Linked DNA regions of Gossypium hirsutum: region 2 is linked to region 1. A link is a contact called in public Hi-C data. All regions are on one chromosome and are shown on one strand. Each heading gives the region's core, a stretch centred on a gene start, on an enhancer-like site or on the middle of the called end of the contact. The rest is flanking DNA. Distances are from core to core; before and after follow the strand shown. Region 1 holds the start of LOC107922226 (F-box protein At1g47056). Region 2 has its middle 33 kb from the start of LOC107922081.

Region 1 (4,499 bases), core at 1,077-3,576:
AACACGGACCAAATAAAGAGATATAACTAATTAATCAGAAAGATGTTCTTTAAATTCCAGTATAGGACAAATATGTTTGAGAAGAATGAAGACATAGACAGAGCTTGCTAAATAAAGGAACTACAAACCAACAGATCAAATTGAGAACTATAAAATGTTGAAGATGAAGATTGAATTCAAAAGGCAATCATCAGCACACAGAATTGAATTAAATACACAAACAAGGGAGAACTACCAACAGAAAAATAATGTAAACAGTTCATACCAAGAGTGCTTTCTATTGTCACTCTTTTTCTTTTTGTTGTTGTTGCAATTCCGAGTTAACTCCGAGAACTACTTGCCAACCTCCTTAATGTGCAAGCCACAAAACTCCTCCCACTCATAAGCCCTAACAACTTGAATGATGTCGATCGACCTGTACTGCTCGATGCAATACTAGAAGCTCCAATTTGACTGCCCACCATTGGAGGAAATTCAATTCCATTATCTTGTGCCCCACCATCACTGGCACTTGCATCTAAATGCTCGCCCATATCCAAATTGATATCCAAATTAACGACAAGTGATCCTCGAGTTGCTCTTAACCAATCTGCCCCTTCTGAAGTAACTCCTCTACATTTCTTCACTTTCACTTTAACCAAATTAGGGCAACCACTAGCAAGCGCTTCCATGCCATGATCCGAAACAGGGCAATTCTTGATACAAAGCTTCTTTAAAGCAATACATTTCACAGCAATAAAAGATATCTCTGCATCACCAACTGTATCGCTACCGCATAAGGCTAACCGTTCTAAATTTGGACAATTAGAAGCTAACATTTCCAAACTCAGTTTGGTGGGATTAACACCAATAAGAACTAATTCTTGTAAATTGGGGCAAGATTTCGCAACAGCAATTAACCCTTGGTCACCTATTCGATTTGCTTTCCATCCATCAATGTGAAGCTTCCTTAACAAGTTGCATTTCTCTGCAACAGCTCCGAGTCCGGCGTTTGTACACTCGGGAGTCTTAACGAGGTGAAGAATTTCTAGGTTTGAACAGTTGGAGATAGCCGCAAGACCGACATCGCTGACTTGGATCCGCTCCATATGGATCTCTACCATACCCGCGACCCGTTCCACTATGAGTGGGAAAAGCTTATCCCAATCGCCAGAGCATCTAAAAAGTTTCAAAGATTTCAGATTCTTTGAACCAATAATAAGCGGACCAAAACATTGCCCATTATAAAGCTCCTTTAAGCAAATTGTTTTCAACGCCGCCGCAGCCACCCCAGGCCCAATCGGCTCAGCTGCAGCGCCGTCTGTGATGCCACGAAGTCGTTTCACGGAGAGTTCCTCGAGTGCTAGACAATTGTCGAGCACAGCGTTCATGCCTTTGGCTCCGAAAGCGCAAGAACCACAGGAGAGCTTCTTTAGACCCTTGCAGTTTTTAGCGAACGCCAACATTCCTGCATCGGTCAAGTCACGGCAAGCTCGGAGCTTAAGGCGAATCAAATTCCGGCAACGCTCGGAGATTAGAACAAGCGATTCGTCGCCTATGCTAACGGATCTACGGTCACATTTCAGAGCCAGTTTCGTAACAGCATCGAAGCGAGAGAAGATAGAAGGAATGAGAGGTTGCAGATCTGATTGTGCGTTGAGAGATAATCGGTGACGGCTCTGTCCCTCAATCAGAAGCCACCGCCGGCAAACTAGAGAGCATCGTTTTCGGTCATCGGGGCTAAGAGACTGAAAAATACAAGCCAAACACTCGTCAGGAAGATCCGAGATGAAATCCGACGATCCATCTGTGTTACTTCGTTCAAGCTCTTCAGTTTCCTCAGCTTGCATCGGACAGATCAGAGCCGTTGATTTCGGTTTTGACCGTTGGCGATGGTTCCAATCTCGACGGTTCCTTAGCTTCGCCGCCGAAACTGATTGGCCCATCTACAAAATCTAACTAAACTAAAGAAAAGAAAACAGCCACAGGGTTGTTACGGTGAGGGAAACCGTAGAGAAATACTAAAGAGTTTTCAGGCTCTTGTTCTGTTTTTGATCTTCTTGGAAATGTCCAGAACGACGGACTTCAAAATTGGATTTCATTTTGGCTTTTTTCTCGACTTTATTATTTTTATTTGCCCGTCTTTCACTTTGAACAAAATAGCCTTCCACTATTAAGTTTCTATATGCTGTTCGCATCCTCATAATACTTTTCTTGTGCTCACTCCTTTATTTTGATTTCTGATGGAGTGAAAGTCAAAAGTCGGACAAAATTAAAAATCAATGATGATGCTGTAAAAACAGAACTGGTTTGGATGAGGTTGAGCACAGGAGATGCTTTCTTTCTACAATCATATTTTATCTTTTCTTGTAATTTGTTTAGTTTTCTTAGAATTTCTTTTAAAGAATTTGGTATAGAAGTATTAAAATAAATATTTTTAAATTTTTAAATTGTAATCATTTATATATTTGTAAAGGATGATATTTACAAAAATTAAAGTATTTGTAAATTTTTAAAAAAGTAAATCATAATTGTTGAAAAAATAAATAAACTTAAACTTGTCCAAAGTTGAAAATCTGCTAGAATTTTGAGATAGTGTGGGTAAAAATATTACACCTAAAAATGGGTTTAAGAAAAAATTAGGCTCGTTTAAAATATGGGTCTAGCTCGAGCTTAACATTTAAGGCCTAAGCTCAACCCGATCCGTTTTTTAAGTTTGTAATATTTTATATTATGTTGTTTTTATATATTATGTAATTTGTAACACATAAAAATTAGATATATAGTAATATATAATACTTCTATAATGTAAACATCAAAAAAAATTAAGATGACTATATATAAAACTATAATAAATAAAAAAAGTATATAATTATTAAATATTAAATTAAAATAAATATTTTAAAAATATGGGAGGGCCTAAATGGGCTTGGGTTAACTAATTCCAAATATGGGTGGGCTTGGGCAAAATTTTAGGCCCATGATCAGGCCAGGCCAAGCTTGAGCAAGTATAAAGTGTGTTAATATCATGCTTAAGCCTAGCCTGAACCCAATCCAACCCATGAACACCTCAAGGTAAACCACACCATTAGTCACTGAACTATGGGTAAGTTTTCATTTTGGTCATTAAACCATTAGTTGTTGAACTATTTGAAAGATTTCATTTAAGTCATTAGGCTGCTAAATTTTTCTTTAAAAAAAAAACCTTTCGCCAGCGAGCTCCAAGCGGCAATTCAATGGCTAGTACAGAGGATCAGTATCCATCGACGAGTAGAAGAACATATCTTAGGTCCAAGTTGATCTGACGGTCAGTGTCGGAGATCAAAGAAAAAAGCTATTTAAATTTTGGTTTGCAGATTCGTGACGTTCAAAGCTGTTTCATAAAAAAATGAACCGTAAAAGAGAAGAGGAAAGAAAGCTTTCGATTATTGTAGGCAATGCAAATAAAGAAAGCCATATAGCATCGATTTTAACAATCCAATGACTTAAATGAAAAGTTCTGAATACTTCAGTGACCAAATTGTAACTTTTTTTAGTTATGTGACCAAAACGAAAACTTACTCATAGTTTATTAACTAATGGTGTAGTTTACTTTTAAAAAATTATAAATTTAACAAGACCTCGTCATAAAGGGCTATCGAGGTCATATTAAAAGCTCTAATCTTAAAACCTATAAACAATTCATTCCACTTGTTTAATTTTCATAGAAACCTAAAATATTCTTTTATCTATATTTTATACTATCTTATATACCCAAGATTTGTAACTTCGAATTTTGAAGCATACCATAATGATTTCCCCCTTATTGAGATCAAAAGAAGGATATGTTACTTAAAATACTACAACAATGGAGTCTTTTCTAGTGGCTTGGTGTCATAGTAATGTAGAGATGAATGTATTAGATGACAAAATCATTCTTCACTTAAAAGATGATTTCTATCACATCAAATTAATAATTTTACTTTTGTGCTAACATTCCTTTTTTATTTAATTGAATGATAAAGACCTAAGACCCATATGTTTCATCTTCATGCAGTGAAGCAACAATAACACTTAATGTTTAGTGTTACTAACGAGTCTTCTAGTGGATAGGCATCTAATAATGAGAATATTTTAGTACAATCTGGTGGAGGTCCTTGTTCAATGTTGGGAACATGTATAAACCATAAGTTTGATTGCAAATTAAGTTAACATGGTTAAAGAGTCGCTTTGAGCATCTCTTAAATAATCCAACACTCAAAGATATTCAACATCATGCTAGAGCTTACATTCTTCAGTTGATTGGAGGTGTGCTAATGCCTAAAAAGTTTAACAACTTAGTTCATTTGTGTATTTCTAATTGTTATCTAATTTTGAAGCATACAACTGGACTATACAATTAGAATTTTATGTTTTTGGCATACCTATACGAAAATGATATGTAAGGCATGCTAAGTGGAGAATAATGAAAGAAATGGTTGTCTTATGATTTCATAATTGTGTGGATGGTATAGACTTCCATGGATAGTATTTATCCCCTC
Region 2 (4,499 bases), core at 1,326-3,825, 60 kb before region 1:
AAAGAAGAAGAAGAAGGAGGTGTTTATCAATAAATTGTGACACTTGCCAAGCATAGAAGTCCAAGTTAACATTGCTTTTATAATATATACTAGTTCCATCCACGTGACATCATTTTGTTTAACAATTAGAATATAGTAAATTACATCATATTATATTTTTTTTAAAATGAAAAGATTTACAACTAATATAATTAAAAATTAAAAAATAACGAGTAAAAATAATTAGAATAAATTCAAAATATAATATGTAAAATTAATTTATTGTAACAAAATATGCTTTTTTTTAATTTTAATAAAGAAATTTTTTATTTTTTTGGTACTTTTTATGTTGATTTTTCAGTTCATATTTAAAGTTCGTAACTGTCACTCTCAATAGTATTTTATTCAAGGTTTGAACCTCGTTCTCTCTTTAACAATATAATGCATTTTATCATTATATCTGTTGATAATAGAAATTTTTATTATAAGTGAAATTTTTTTTCTTAAAAGCAACATAAAATAAAGGTTAAATAAAAAAGAATTCTGAAAATATTTATTTTATTTTTAAATTAAATGAAGTATTATATATTAGTTAAGATGTAGATCCAACAATTATATTAATATTATGTAAAAAAAAAAAGATTTGGACCAAAAACTAAATTTATTATGGTCTATTTTTAAATATATAATATGTTATTTTATCAATACTATGGAATTTATAGCATACAAAAATTAAATAGTAAATACTAAAAATATGCTAACTTGTTTATGTTTAGAAATTTCATAAAATTAAAAATATTAATAAAATATATAATTACTAAATATTAAATAAAAATAAATCTAAAAAATGGGTAACTATTAAAAGAATAGTGAGTTTGAAATTTTTTTAAAGATTAATACATACGGAGGTACCTGAACTTGGTAATGTATACTTACTTGATACCTAAATTTTTTATTGAACCTAACTGGTACCTAAATTTTGAAACTGTCAGCTAACTTAATTTTTTTAAGGTATTTAACTAATGCTAATAAAACACATTGATGTGGCATTAATGATCTATAAACTAGTGAAACGAGGCAGCCTCATATTTTGAAATGTGAAATTTTTTTAATAAAATTTTAATAAATTTCTTTTTACCATGTGTTAAAATATGAGACTGTCTTGTGTTATCAGTTTATTAATCGTTAGTGCTACATCAGTGTATTTTAATGATATTAATCATTTACTTAAATAAATAAATAAATTAACTACAATTTTTGAAGATCGGATACCTTAACATATATACACTTTTTTGAAACCCGTTGGAATATAGAAACAAGGCTGTTGAAAAACTGGGTCAATTTGAGCATAAATATTTTGAAAATAAACTGGTTTGGGCATTTGGTTTTGGGTCCCCAAAAGCTCAATGGAAAACGTTAAAACAAAACAAGGCAGCCCAAATTTGAGACTACCAAAGTGATCCTTTAGCATCCAGCTTTTTTTTTTCCACAAAATCAGCCCAAATTTTCTCTAAACAAAAGAGAAAATTCTGGATTAATAGTGAATCAGTACTAATACCTACATACATATTTGTGAAAGTCGCAACCACCCACTTATTGATGTAAGAAAATACCTTACATATTGGGTAAAATTAGTAAAGGCAAATGAGCATGAAATTCAAGCCCATGGTGGCATAGAAATCTTCATTGTCTTCTTATATGGCTAGTTTGGATATTTTTCAGTGTCAATTGGTGGCTTAGGTTAAACAATTTGAGTTGCCAAATTGCTTCAAGAAATAACAAAAAAAAAAGGAATCTTCATTGTTAAGTGGTAGTTGTGATTATTATTAACAAATATAACATATACATCCAACAAATTTCAGCATAAAAACAAAGGCACTTGTTTTCTTAGACTCCTTTGGACAAATGAATCCTTGTTATTTTCATTTCAAACCCAATCTAATAATTTTAGATGAACACATTATTAAAAAAAAACATAATTAACCTTTATATCCCCCGAATTCTTGTTTAATTATTTTATATCTCAATTTTTTAAAATTTAGTTAAAATATTCTTTTTAATAGTATTGACATGATAACGTATAATAATCCTTATGTATTTTATAAAAATTAAAAATAAACAAAATTAAAAATTTTAATAAAATGTTTTTTAAAACTATTCATAGTAGCAATAAAATACATATAGATCCCACATGGGTTATCACGTTATTATCATTAAAATTTTAATAGTTCAATTAATTTTTGCATTAAAAAGAATAATTTAAATTAAAATATATAAGGATTAGGATTAAATTTAACATTATAAACATTTAAAATCGACATATAAATATATTAATTGGGAAAAAAGATAGGATTAATATGAAGTGTTGGGTATAAGAAAAAGATAAAAAGAGATTATAATGTAAATGGTGAGGAATGAATGTCAAAGGCGTAATGGAAATGGATTCATTGTGAGAATGACAAATGGTATTTTGATTTCTTTAATAAACAACGACAAATTATAAAGTGAAGAAAGAGATTCCATGTTATGACTAAAATTGGGATTCCCTGTCGTATACGATCACTACTTGGATTCCGCCTATCATGTGGCTTCAATATCACACGCTTAAAATATATGTATCCTTTAAACTATTTCTTCATTGACTAAAGTAATCATAAAATTTATATCTTAACGTAGTCATTTTGTGAGAATGAAATATGACTATAATAAAATTAAATAGGCATAACAGTGATTTGGTTAGATTAAATAAAATGAATATTGTAATGGTATTCATACGTTTAGTTGAGCAGAACAGATATGGAATGATCACAAATGATAATTTTACCCTTAGAAATAAAAAATATTTTAAGTATATTAATAATATATTGTAAAAATATTTAAATTAAATTATATTTTGTATTAAATTAAATAATTACTAATAATGAAAAATATAATTAAATAATAATTTTTAATATTAATTATATAAATGTTTTGATAAAAATATTATATAAATGCATATTATTACTCCATTTACCCCACCATAGCTTGCTCCCAAGCTTTACCACTTCCTTTGATATTTCATCGTACCATTATTACTCAACCATCACCCTAAAACCACCACAACCATCTACTCTGTTTCATCATTCCCACCATAGCAACCTAACGATTCAAAAGCCCCCATTACTCGAAGTCAAACCCAAATGCCAAATCCATCAAATTGACAACACCAGTAGCCGAAAGGATTCAAAAAATAAAGAGAACAGAGAAGCAAAGAAGAAGAAAGAAGGTGAAAGAGACGATCTTTAAAATTGACAACACCGACAACCAAAACGAAATGAATTTCAAGCTTCTCTGAGTTAAACCAAAGAAAATATTATATAATTTTAGGATTACTATATCCCCATCGCTAAAATTGGTTAAAGCTACTAACCTATTAACCAAAACGTGAAATCGAGAGTTACCCAGATCCAATCTTGATGAACTGAATCAAAGGAAATGGAGACGTATCATATACGTCCCTAGATCTTTGACATTGAAGACATATTTTGACAGCGAACTAAAAACTTTAGCGGTGTGGTAGATTTGAGGCAGACTAGGAACGAGAGTTTCGACACAGAGCAAAAAGTACCAAAACAGAGATGGAAATTAGGTGAACGAGTCAGAGATGAATCGATGGTTCTCAATGACAGAATCGAGGGAGGCACCACTTTTACTGTAACACTTTATGCCCAACCCGATCATCAAGTCCGAGTTCTGAATGTCATAATCAACTTGCATAACTTAACAAATTTTTAAACTAATTTAATTATGTACTTAGACATTATCAGATTTAAAATTTTAATTTCTACTCATGACATTTACGAAATAAATTTGTACAAAATTGATACTGTAATAAACTTGATAGTTATTTACAAAAATTTTAATGTAGACTTTGATACAGACATAACCGACATGATCCATGAGGTGTGGCCTCTAAGGGTGTCCCTTTATACGCATGTTATAACTGTCGCAACCTTAGCGCAATGTTGGCGGGGTCTGGCTTGGTCTTTTCCACTACGACTTCGATAATTTTGATCCTACATCAAAGGCAGTACAATAGTAAGTTCAGATGAACTTAGTGAGACTTTACACAATAAGTAACAAAGTATTATATTTCTGGGAATGAAATATAACTACCTGTGTATCTTAGGAAGTTTTGTTGTCTTGCTGGCGTAACCCAAGCTATGGAATCTCCAAACCAATCGTTTGGTGGGATTAGTTCCTGGATTAGATGTAATCTCCCCAACTCAGCCTAGACGTTAGGCCCGAATTCAGAATAGTATATTGGCCACTGAAATGGCCCAATAAGCTAACAGCGTTTATAAAACAATCATTTTAAAACTTTTATTTATCTGAGAAGAAAACTTAGCCTATCTCCAAAAAGAAATCATGAGTTAACAAAAACAGATTAAATTTAACATTTTCTTTATAACGGTGACTACTTTTGAAAACTTAGTTAATTTCCAATTTATTTACTACTCATAATTTACTTAAAATCTAGT

Evidence for each region. Hi-C and Micro-C count contacts between places; a contact is called where the count stands out from the background.
Region 2: a Hi-C map of leaf shows a contact between it and region 1, with 2.0 times the contacts expected there. The contact joins the enhancer-like site here to the promoter of LOC107922226 in region 1. A contact is called at or near these places in 4 of 34 Hi-C or Micro-C datasets (callus, hypocotyl and leaf).

What each region holds. Positions count from the first base shown.
Region 1 is chrD01:20,798,869-20,803,367 of Gossypium_hirsutum_v2.1, reverse strand. It overlaps LOC107922226 (F-box protein At1g47056), which reads right to left and starts at 2,326. Exons shown (of 2, transcript XM_016852143.2): 1 at 266-2,326. The coding sequence starts at 1,925. The coding sequence ends at 321.
Region 2 is chrD01:20,859,082-20,863,580 of Gossypium_hirsutum_v2.1, reverse strand. No RefSeq gene overlaps it. Among protein-coding and RNA genes, the nearest start is that of LOC107922081, 33 kb to the right of the region's middle. Within about 2 kb of position 2,575, at least 2 of the 9 cell types and tissues checked have an H3K27ac peak or open chromatin away from gene starts, as enhancers often do. A contact at or near this core is called in leaf, where this site is marked.